Linked DNA regions of Sus scrofa: region 2 is linked to region 1. Evidence: chromatin contacts called from public Hi-C data. All regions are on one chromosome and are shown on one strand. Each heading gives the region's core, a stretch centred on a gene start, on an enhancer-like site or on the middle of the called end of the contact. The rest is flanking DNA. Distances are from core to core; before and after follow the strand shown.

Region 1 (5,435 bases), core at 1,655-4,154:
GTGTTTGTTAAAAACTTACAAATAAAGAGCTAGACAGACATTTCATTTTCCAAGGAATGTGGAAACCTATGCTCTACATAATTCTATGTAATTTGTCCATCAGGAAGAAAGTCTACTGGGAAAAAAAATTAATCATTGTCAGTTTGTACCTCTAGAAATTTTGACGTCAACTGTAGAATCAACATTATTATTATTAGTCCCAAGGCTTAAATAATTACTTCAGAACACAGAAAATTAAGGGAAATTTTCCATTGTTTTTTCCCATATAATGCACACCCTATATTTTAAACATACCTTTAGAAGATTCACAAGGTTGTGCAACCATCATGACTAATTTCAGAACATTTTCATCACCCCAGAGAGAAAGTCTGTCCTCATTAGCAACTATTCCCCACCCCACCCCCTTCCAGTCTCTGGCAACCACTAATCTACTTTCTGACTCCACTGATTTGCCTATTCTGAACATGTCATATAATCGAATCGTGTATTAGGTGGTCTTTGGGGTCTGCTTCTTTTACTTTGCATAACATTTTTGAGTTCCATCTATATTGTAGCATGTATTAGTATTTTAGCCTTTTATGGATAAATAATATTCCATTGCATGTCTATGCTCTCTTTTCTTAGTCCATTCATCAGTTAATGGGAAAGCGAATTGTCTCCACTTTTTAGCTACGATAAATAAAGCTGCTGTGAACATTTGTAAAAGAAAGAATAAGGAGAAAGGGTACACACAAATATTGCTGTTTGTATATTTCACAAACATTTGTTGAGTACCTTCCATGTACTTCAAATTAGAGAAGGCAATGCAAAATGATGAGAAAAAAGTATAGAGGCTAGGGTGAATTTCATTCCATTAAGTAATGAGACATAATTATAATACATGGTAGGAAGTGAGAAATTGTAAAAACAGAGGGAGAGAAAAAGAGACAGCTTTGGAGTTGAAAGGAAAAAGAGAGAGTGTGGCTGCTTGGGAGGATCCCAGAAAGCTTCACTTTAAAACAAGAGGTTTCCATTTGTCTTCGGCAAATTTCAACCACAACGGAAAAACACTGAGGCAGCTAAGTATAAAACCCTTCAACATGAATCCGTTTCCATGGTGTCAACTCTATATGTTTATATAGACTATTTTCTTGGTCTCATGAAAAAGATTTTAATAAACCTATGCACACAAAATCATTGAAAGCCACATTTGCCACAAGATACCAAAGTTCTAAAATATTAGTGATTTGCATTATTACTGTGCATATTTCCATTCAGGATTAGTTCTTTTGTTGAGATTTGGGGAGTTATTTTCAGACTCTCTGCCCTCAGAAACCATTGATCCTGCATGACTTCATCAGCACAAAATAGTTCCATGAGTAGGAAAGTAAGTGTTTATTTCGGGAGCTAAGTTTTGTCTTTCATGAATGGGAAGGGCTAGAGGTGACTTAATTAATCCATTCATTTCAGGACCCTCTTGCCTCTAGAGTATCTTTGAAAAGATATACTCCAGAAGATGTGCTTTCCTTCTTTAAATAAACATATGAATTCTTGTGATGTAGGGAGAAGAAACCAAGTAATCCGGCTCAGTTAATACATGCTGGAATGTTGACATTAATGAAGGATAAACAAACCACTATAGTAGTTATATGAAAAATTAAGCAAAGCAATGGATTAAAAAATAATAACGTAACAAATGTTTTAGTTCCAATAAGGCATGGGGAACACAGCAGTGAAAAACGCAAACAGTCCATGCACTCCCCACAGGACATGTTGTAGGTGTATGAAATATGGGTTACAGGGAGGGGGGAGGCAAGAGTTTGGAAGGGGAGGAGGTCAAATGCATAGATTAACAAGTAAATGAATATCAAAACAATCTCAAATAGTGACAAATGCTATGAAGGCAATAATTTAGGATGATCTAATAAAGAGGAAATTGACAGGGACCTTAGGTTAAGTGATTAAGGAAAGGGGGCATATATAAGAAGGTAATATCGGAGCTGATACTTGAGTTATCAATTTACAAAAGAACAAACCCAGGTAAAAATCCAAGCACAAATGCAGTAAGGGTAAAAGCCCTAAGGTGGAATGCAGTTTGAATATCCCAGGGGGAAAAAAAAAGAAAAGAAGGGAAGAAAAAAAAGCTAGGATAACAGAAGCCTGATGAGCGAGGTGAGGAATGTGCAAAGTGAAATTGTTGGGTTTGGCATGATTGTGTAAAGTCATATAAGGGAGATCTTTTTAAGTTTGTGTAGTATATATAAACAATCTGGATTTTTATTCCTTAAAGACCTGATTTGAACCTGTGGTAAGGATTTCTGTATACTTTTGCATACATTAGGGAAAAGAAACTTTAATGTTTATATTTAGTCAAAAAGCAATTATTGAGGAACTCCTATGTGCCAGCATCTGGGATTGGAGTAGAAGGTAAACAGGAGAATAGACTTAGTATTTACTCTCTAAAAACTTAGAGAGTGGTAGAAAAAGTGCTAGAAGCCCAAGAATATTTTATTACATTTATAAAGTAGTTTAGATAGCCTAAGCACTGTTATAACCTCTAGTTGATAAGATCTTTGCATATAATTTAGCATGTAAATTGAGCTTTGCAATATGGATATGACTTGAATACATGGAAATAGGGGCATAGGGAGGTTCTGGAAAATGGATTAAGATAAAAGGAAAATGATAAGATGTTTTATGGAATCCAGGGAACAGCATTTAGCCGAGAGTTGCTGATACTGGCTATATATGTGAGGTTATGAAGGGAAATTCATCAATTCACTCATTTATTCAGTGAATATTTATTGAGCAAGTACTATGTAGGAATATTTATTGAGCAAGTACCCTGAGCCATACTAGTTGCTAATAGTAGTGAATGAGATACAGCCCTTGCTCTTATGGAGCAGTCCAGTAGAGGGAGACATACAATAAACAAACAAGTAAATACAGACTACAAGGTGATAGTAAATGCCATGGAGGAAAATAAAGCAGAGGGTAAGGGAAGGCAGTTTGTAAGTAGTTAAACTTTTACAAAGAGTCATCAAAGAAGCCTTCTCTAATAAATGACATTATAGCAGAGATATGCAAATATCTAGAGAAGAGTTATCGAAGCAGAGGAAGTAATTGGTGGAAATGTCCTAAGTGGAAACATTCTTGAATGTTCAAGAAAAATTATAGAGACAGGCATAACTTCAATACTGGGGAGTGAGCTAGAAAGTAATAGGAAATGAGGTTGCAACTGAAGTTATCCAGATGAGAGGTGATGGTATGGTGATGGAGGAAGTGATGACACTGGTCAAATCCTGAAATACTTTGAAGTGATAAAATTTTATAATGGGTAAATATTGATAAGAGAGGAGTCCAATTAACACCAAGTTTTTTGACCCAAGCAACTGTGTTGATGTTCTCTCAGTGAAGAAAACCCCAGAAGAACAGGAATTGGTTCAGCAATCAACACATCAGTTTTAGACACAGTTTGAGATGCCTGTTTGTAACTAGGTGGAGATTTTGATAGGCAGCTGGATGTATGGTTCTACAGCTCAGAGAAAATGACTGGGCAGAAACAAAAATTGGGGAGTCATCAGGAGATATGTTATATTTAAGACCTTGTGACTCCATTATATAACTCATGGGGTAAATCTATACTGAGAAAAGAAGGTGGCTTGGGATTGAGTCCTGAGGTACTATACATTTAGAGGCCGGGGGGAGAAGAAAGAACAAGCAAGGGAAAGAGTGCTGATAAGGAAGGAAGAATTAAAGAGTCAAAAGGAATTAGTGTCCCAATAACTTAATGAAGCAAAAAGAGAGTAATCAACAGTGACAAATATATTTAAGTAATTTGAGAACTGAAAAGTGACCACTGAACTTCGTCATGGGGAAGTAATTAATGACCTTGAAAAGAGCAGTTAGAGTCGACTGATAATAATTAAAAACCTCACCAAAGTAGGATTAAGAGAGAAAAATTAGTGAAAATTAACTCCTCTGAGAAGTTTGTTGTAAAGGGTGGCAAAGAAATGGGACAGTAGGTAGTGGAAGAGATACAGGCGAGAAAAGGTTTGCCTGAGGTGGGATGTAGGTTAGTCTAATTGAATACCACTGGAATGGTCCAAATGGGAGAGAAATTAATGAAATAAAACAGAAAATGAGAACTGCAGAAGTGATGTATTTGAGTGGTCAAGTGCACTGATGGTTTATCCATACTAATAGGAGGGAAAGCAGTGTATATTGGTACTAATATTTATAGGTGAGTAGATTGGGTAGCTAAATTTGAATTTTTTTCAAATTGCTTTACCTGCTCAATGAAATAGAAGGCAGTTTCATCAGCTGAGAGTGAGACTAGGAAGGAAGTGTTTATAGTGGTGAGAGGAGAAGGAAGAATTAGAGGTATCCTTTAAAGAAGCAGGAGGGAAAAAAAAGGTACATTTCCTTAAATGGACTATAGGTCAGGATAAAACATCTGTTTGAGATTAGCAGGCAGGCATCTAAAAGTGCTATCATTAAGTAAAATTGTGTGTTTTCTCCATTATGATTGCAGGGTCAGAACTGAACTTAATCAACTTTAATTTTGTACAATTAGTATAATGTGAGGAGGAGTATGATACGCTGGTGTATTTAAGCTCTATGAGGATATGGGGGATATAAGTGTGGTGAAAAGATGATAAGGTCTAAAAAGCATAGTTCCTGGAGTCTTGAAATTTAGGCACAGGGGAGAATGAGTCAGAGCTTGTGGGTGTGAAGATGTTAGTTTCTTATATTTGATAAACTGTAGTTGTTTTCTTCAGAGTGAATAGTCAAAATAGGATGAAAAATAAGATCACTTATGAAGAGGTAAAGAAATCAGGATTATTAATTAATTGTCACTATTGGGAATAAGAACCTTGAGCTTAATCTTGGAGTATGTGAGGGGCTCTGAAATTTTCAAGAAGAAAAGTGGCATGATCAGTATTTTGAGATAGATAATTAGACAAGAGCATGGAAGGGTAATAGAAGTAGGTAAAGATGGAAAGCAGGAGGAAGAAATTAGCAGTCTGATGGTACAATCAAGTGAAAAAAAAAGATGAAGATGGGCTGAGGGTTGTGTTCTGCTCTCACGTAAAGAAACATGCAGAATGGATGCATTGTTCCAAGAATTTGGCATTCAAACCAGGTAGATAGGCATGTAAATAAATAATTTTGACCAGGTATAGCAAATGCTATGCCACAGGTATGTACAAAACGTTATGTAGACACAGAGAAGAAATTGAATAATCTGATCATTCTGCTATGAACAAAATGAGGGATAAAGGAAAAACTTAGCCAAAGATATATATTGTTAGCTAAAAGCTAAGTGGTAATTTTCTAGGTAGAGTGGGCAGAATTAGGTATGCTACATAAAAAGAAAAGGAAGCTTAACATCTAAAGAGTGTAAAGAATATATGTCAAGGAGTTCCCTGGTGGCTTGGCAGGTTAAGGATCTG
Region 2 (5,435 bases), core at 815-3,314, 200 kb after region 1:
TCTTTCCTTTTTCCTTTTTTTTTTTTCCTCTGTAGCCCAAAACCGCTAAATCAGCACACTCAAAGTCAAAAGAAAGTGATGAACCTCACCGTTCTAAGAATGACAGGCCAGCACGGTAAGATGACAACTGAAAAGGAGAGTGAGGAACTTGATTTGGGGGCAAGTAAGGGCATGTTAGCTGCCTGAGTAGAGTGTTTGTTCCTTGGAGAGGAGATCCAAAAATCTGCAAGACTGTTATTTACCGAAGATAGTCTTGAAGGGCTATTTTCAAGCTTTGTTTCCAGTTTTAAATTGGATTGAACAAGTCAGATCAGGAAGATGGGGAATTTTACAGAAGCTGGGATATTGGACAAAAGATGTGCTTTATATTAGGACCAGTTCTTGTCTCTGGATTCACCGAATTGACTGCCATAAGCTAAGAAGGAATGAGAGTAACCATTTTCCTAAGTAAAATCCCAGGTTTTAAATTTTTACTGAGTTTCATGGTCACATTGGTGCGTGCCTGACATTTACACATGCCTAAATTCATTTCTGTGTGAGTCTCCAAGTCGTAGGCAAATACCCATTTGAGTCATTGCAGACTATTCTAAATCCCACTAGATCAAATAGCTGTGTCTGTGGTATGTATACTTTCTAACTTCTCTCAAGCAGTATGGGTCATGGTTATGGAGCAACTACTGTTTTTCTACCTCGAATTGTCAACATATAAGTCTCAGGGGAAGGAACCTTTATTTTTTTCTTTATTGCTTTCTGTTGCTTTTCAAAGGAAAATGTGATTGGAATAGGAAGAGAGAACATTAAATAGAAAAGACAAAAGTAACACTAAATCTGGCATTTTGAAAACTCTAAGTAGTTGAAACCTTGTATTTTGATCCTGATTGTTAATAATGTATTTATTAATTATTAAAACATAAACTTTATCACACTGAAAAATATACATGATTATTGCCACTAACTACTCACACTTAAAGTGCTAGACTTGTTTCCTTAAAGAGAATATATTTAGTGTCCTTAAAAAGCCATAGTCTATTTTTAAACCCAGGGGTTTTAAGAAGATAAATACCTTTCAGAAAATTATATCAGGTTGTAAAGCTTTTAGGGCAACAGTAGTGTAGGTTAGTCTTTCTAATTGTATAAAATTGGTTCTTCTTAAAGCTTTTAGTTAAGTACCTGCCAGATGTCTTTAAAAGCAAATTTTAGACCTACATAAAATTTAGCTTTATTCATCTCCCTGCAACATCCAAGTAAAATCAAAGTAACTGATCTGTTCTCAGTAGGTAAATAGGTGTGACTTATTATGCTTTTTTTAATCAAGGGAGTTAAAATCATCTTTAAAGTTATTATGTAGTCTTCAAAGTCCTTGGGCTTTTTAGAACACTAAAACTTCAGCAAATGTGATAGAACAGTCTGGAATGGCTACTTAAAGGATTTATTAAAGTTGAAAACAAGTTTCTGGAATGTAATACATGCTCTTAAAAACATTTGATAGAATGAAAGAATGAATAACCAGATGATCCTATGTTAAAAATCACTATGGCAAACGAGTGAAAAGTGGCCTCTGCGTAGTAGAACTGAAGTCTTTGACTCGAGAGGAATATTTGTCTTTAAAAGTCATTTACAGAAAGATGATATGATATGTGACAAAACAAAAATGAATTCGAATTTGGAGTTCTTATTGTGGCTCAGTGGGTTCCGAACCAACTAGTATTCATGAGGATGGGAGTTCAATCCCTGGCCTCATTCAATGAGTTAAGGATTCCACATTGCCATGAGCTGTGCTGTAGGGTGCAGATGCGGCTGGGATCCTGCCCTGCTGTGGCTGTGGCCAGCAGCTGCAGCTCCAGTTCAGCCCCTAGCCTGGGAACTTCCATGTGCCACAAGTGCGGCCCAAAAAGCAAAAATTAAATTTAAAAAAACTACTATTTTATAAAACCTATATTTTCATAATTAAAACATAAAGCCTGTTATTGTGTCATAGATATCTTATTCAACTGATATCACAGTGTGTGCTTTCTGGTTAGCATCCGTGTTTCCTCTTTCACATTTAATCCTGGTGGAACTGGAGTTAGCTATTTGTACAGAAAGAGATGGTTTCAAGGATTGAGAAACACGGCACTTCCTAGATCAAGATGTTTATTGCTTCAGTGCAGTAATAATAGTGGCAGATAGGGAACAAATTGTCATTTAAAGCTTGTAATAGAGGTAGTCAGAAGTCATTTTCTTTGCTCATTATAATTTTTATGCTCTCTCTGAGGAGATGGAGAACCAGTTGGCAATCTGAATTAATTCCAGTTCTTTGTAATTGGAAAATTTTTCAACTCAAGTTCCAAATTGTGTTAACTATAGTATTTTGTATTAATAGTATTAATTGGTATTTTATTTGGATTTATCACTTAGAAAATGTAGGGATTTTGTAAATCTTACTTAGTTCCTACATTATTCTTCTGAATGTGAAATATATTTGTCTCCACCTATTCATTTATCAAATATTTATTGAACACTCTTATAACTGCTCAGAACTCAAGTGAGCATCAGTCAACAAAAACTGTTTTCTATTCTTATGAAATTTACAATCTAAACAGACAATTGCAGAAATAATTATTTTGATTGTGTTGAATGTTATAGATGAAAAGTACAGGTTGTTAGAAGAGTAGAAGGAGACACCTAACCTAGTCTCTGTGTCTAGGAGGGCAGCTTTTATTTATTTTTTGCTTTCGTAAGGCCACGCCTAAGTCATATGGAAGTTCCCAGGCTAGGGGTCGAATCAGAGCTACAGCTGCAGGCCTACACCACAGCCACAGCAACACCCGATACTTAACCCACTGAGTGAGGCCAGAGATTGAACCCACATCCTCATGGACGCTAGTCTGGTTCATAACCCCCTGAGGCATGACACGCACTCCCTAGGAGGGATTTTTGAAGCAATGACTTCCGGTTGAATTCTGAAGCATATTTGGCTTTATTACAAGCTTAAAGATGTAAATCATTTCATAGGAACAATTGAAAACAGATACCCTAATATATCAAAAACTACAAAACAAACTAGTAGCTAACAAGATTTTTCCAGCTGTGGATATGAACACCCTTAACTTTGAAACAGCTATATCCAGTGCAACAGAAAATTTGGTGGGACCGCTGGAAGCAGTAAGCCAAGCTTTGTTTTCCATGTACCCCAAAATTGAACACAGCAGCAAAAGAACTGAGGGCATTCTAGATTGATTTGCTTATCCTTATTGGGGAAACATAGAGGATTTGTGGGCACCCTGTGCTTCAGTTCATACTTTAGTACCACTTTCCTTGGTGGTGAGTTGATAATGAGGCAGTAAACAGGGAGTTTTTTTGACAGCACCACTTGGCTTATTTTTCTATGGTTTCCGATTGCCTAATGAGGATAATTAAAATTTCTACAAAATAGATTCTGCCACCCTGATTACCAGTTCTGTTTTCTTGGGCCTAAGTTACTTCTTTAGTTAACTTTCTTAGTCTTGGAGTTATTGATTGTTTTGTCCCAACTCTTCCTGCCAAGCCTTATGTTACCTTTTAAAGGTGAGCATTATAAATGCCAGTGGATAATGAAAGGAAAACACTTATTTAATTTCTAATATTTTTTCAACAAACGGTTCAAAAAGGAAAACAAGAAAAATATCACGTTGTTTGCTATGCTCATATTAATCATACGTGTGTAAAAATGTATGAAAGGATAAAAGTATATGCCATATACCATTTGAAAATATGTTATGCGAGTGTATGTCAGTGTGTAAGGTTTTGAATGCAGATAATGCTGCTGATGAAAACACACACCTGTGTTGCAGAATATAGTACAGTAGTTAAGAGCACTGGTTTTGAAGTCCAGTTGAGTTTGAGGCTGGCTCTGCCACTTGACAATAGTGTGAACTTGGACAGATCACATGTGGTCTAAGCTAATCTAACTCTAAAATATGTAGATGATAACTACCTTGCACACTTGTCCTGAAAGGTAATTGAGATCGTCTCTGTGTGTAGAGTCCATAGCGGAGTTCTCAGTGGATACACAAGTATCCCTTGCTGACCTCTTCCAGACACTGACTACCTAAGGAGAGACCTACTGCTAGGGTCGGGGTGAGAAATTGAAAACACTTGTCTTTATTCCTGTATAACAGAACCCATTGTACCAAACTGACCACAACTTCCCAAATTTCAGAATGCTTTTGCATTCCAGAATGTATATTTATGTAAAACATCCTACAACATGGTTGTATATTTAGCAAATCTTTACCTCATCTGGTTCCAAGCTTTAATGCAAAATTTGAGCAAACCTTTGGAAAACAGCAACCAAAAAAAAAAAAGGAGAGATTTTCTTATACATCGTTAATCAATGCCAACTGTTTGTAAAACTCTGTTATATAATTAAAATTGTAAAACGTTTGGAGTATTAAAAATTTCCCAATGTTTTTTAGTTTTTGTTTTGACGTGAGAGTGCAAATGTATTACTGCCCTTTCCTTCTCTAAGCTCTACTCTGCCACCTAGTGGTGTAAGGAACTTTGCTCTGAATTTTATGGAGTTTTTTAAATTTAACTTTTATTTTATACTGGGGTATAATTGGTTTACAGCATTGTGTTAGTTTCAGATATACGGGAAAGTGATTCAGTTCTGCATATACAGATATCTATTCTTTTTCAGTTTCTTTTCCCATATATGTTATGACAGAATTTGAGTGGAATTACTTGTGCTATGTAGTAGGTCCTAGTTGATTAATTTATATACACTAGTGTGTTTATGTTAATCTCGAACTCCTTATTTATCCTTCCTCCCCACCAGTGTTCTCTCTCCATCCTCCCTTCTGACCTGCTGCCCTCTCTCCCTTACTTTCTTCCCTTCTATCCTTTTATTTCTCTTTTTCTTTATAAAACCTACCAAACAAAGTATAGTTCTCATTAACGGCACTGAACACATCTCATTAATCTTTGTTTCTCTAGCTCTTAGCATAATCCCACGCACATGTCAGGTGGTCAGAAAATATTTGTTTTTTTGTAGCCAGGAGGTGGGGTAGAGGGTGCTGTTGGTTAGTTGGTTTTTGTCCGCACCAGTAGCAATTGGAAGTTCCTGGGCCAGGGATCAAACTCAAGCTACGGCAGTGACAACGCTGGATCCTTAACCCACTCTGCCACCAGGGAACTCTAGAAAATATTTGGATTTATTGAGTTATGTATATTAAAGAAGTTGTCAGATTAAATAATGTATCCAAGATTATGCAGCTGGCCAGAACTAACATGAGAATTCGAAAATATTCTGGCTTTGTATTTCTACCAAAAATGTTTTTACCAAGTGATCCAATGAGAAGTGGAATTCTAGCCATCACTACTAAGAACATCTCTTTAAATTCTGACTTCCTTCAGGCCACCACCACCTACCATGACAGATGCTGAGGATTTGGATTACACTCATTTTACAAACC

What was found. Hi-C and Micro-C count contacts between places; a contact is called where the count stands out from the background.
Region 2: a contact with region 1 is called in a Hi-C map of alveolar macrophages, with 4 times the contacts expected there. The contact joins two enhancer-like sites. A contact is called at or near these places in 20 of 47 Hi-C or Micro-C datasets (alveolar macrophages, blood, brain and 11 more) and 2 of 2 datasets of contacts at active chromatin or transcription factors (alveolar macrophages and skeletal muscle).

The regions. Positions count from the first base shown.
Region 1 is chr13:128,474,972-128,480,406 of Sscrofa11.1, forward strand. No RefSeq gene overlaps it. Among named protein-coding and RNA genes, the nearest start is that of OSTN, 53 kb to the right of the region's middle. Within about 2 kb of position 2,905, at least 1 of the 83 cell types and tissues checked has an H3K27ac peak or open chromatin away from gene starts, as enhancers often do. A contact at or near this core is called in alveolar macrophages, where this site is marked.
Region 2 is chr13:128,676,792-128,682,226 of Sscrofa11.1, forward strand. It overlaps CCDC50 (coiled-coil domain-containing protein 50), which reads left to right. Exons shown (of 12, transcript XM_013982294.2): 10 at 36-115; 11 at 5,377-5,435. Among named protein-coding and RNA genes, the nearest start is that of CCDC50, 60 kb to the left of the region's middle. Within about 2 kb of position 2,065, at least 2 of the 83 cell types and tissues checked have an H3K27ac peak or open chromatin away from gene starts, as enhancers often do. A contact at or near this core is called in alveolar macrophages, where this site is marked.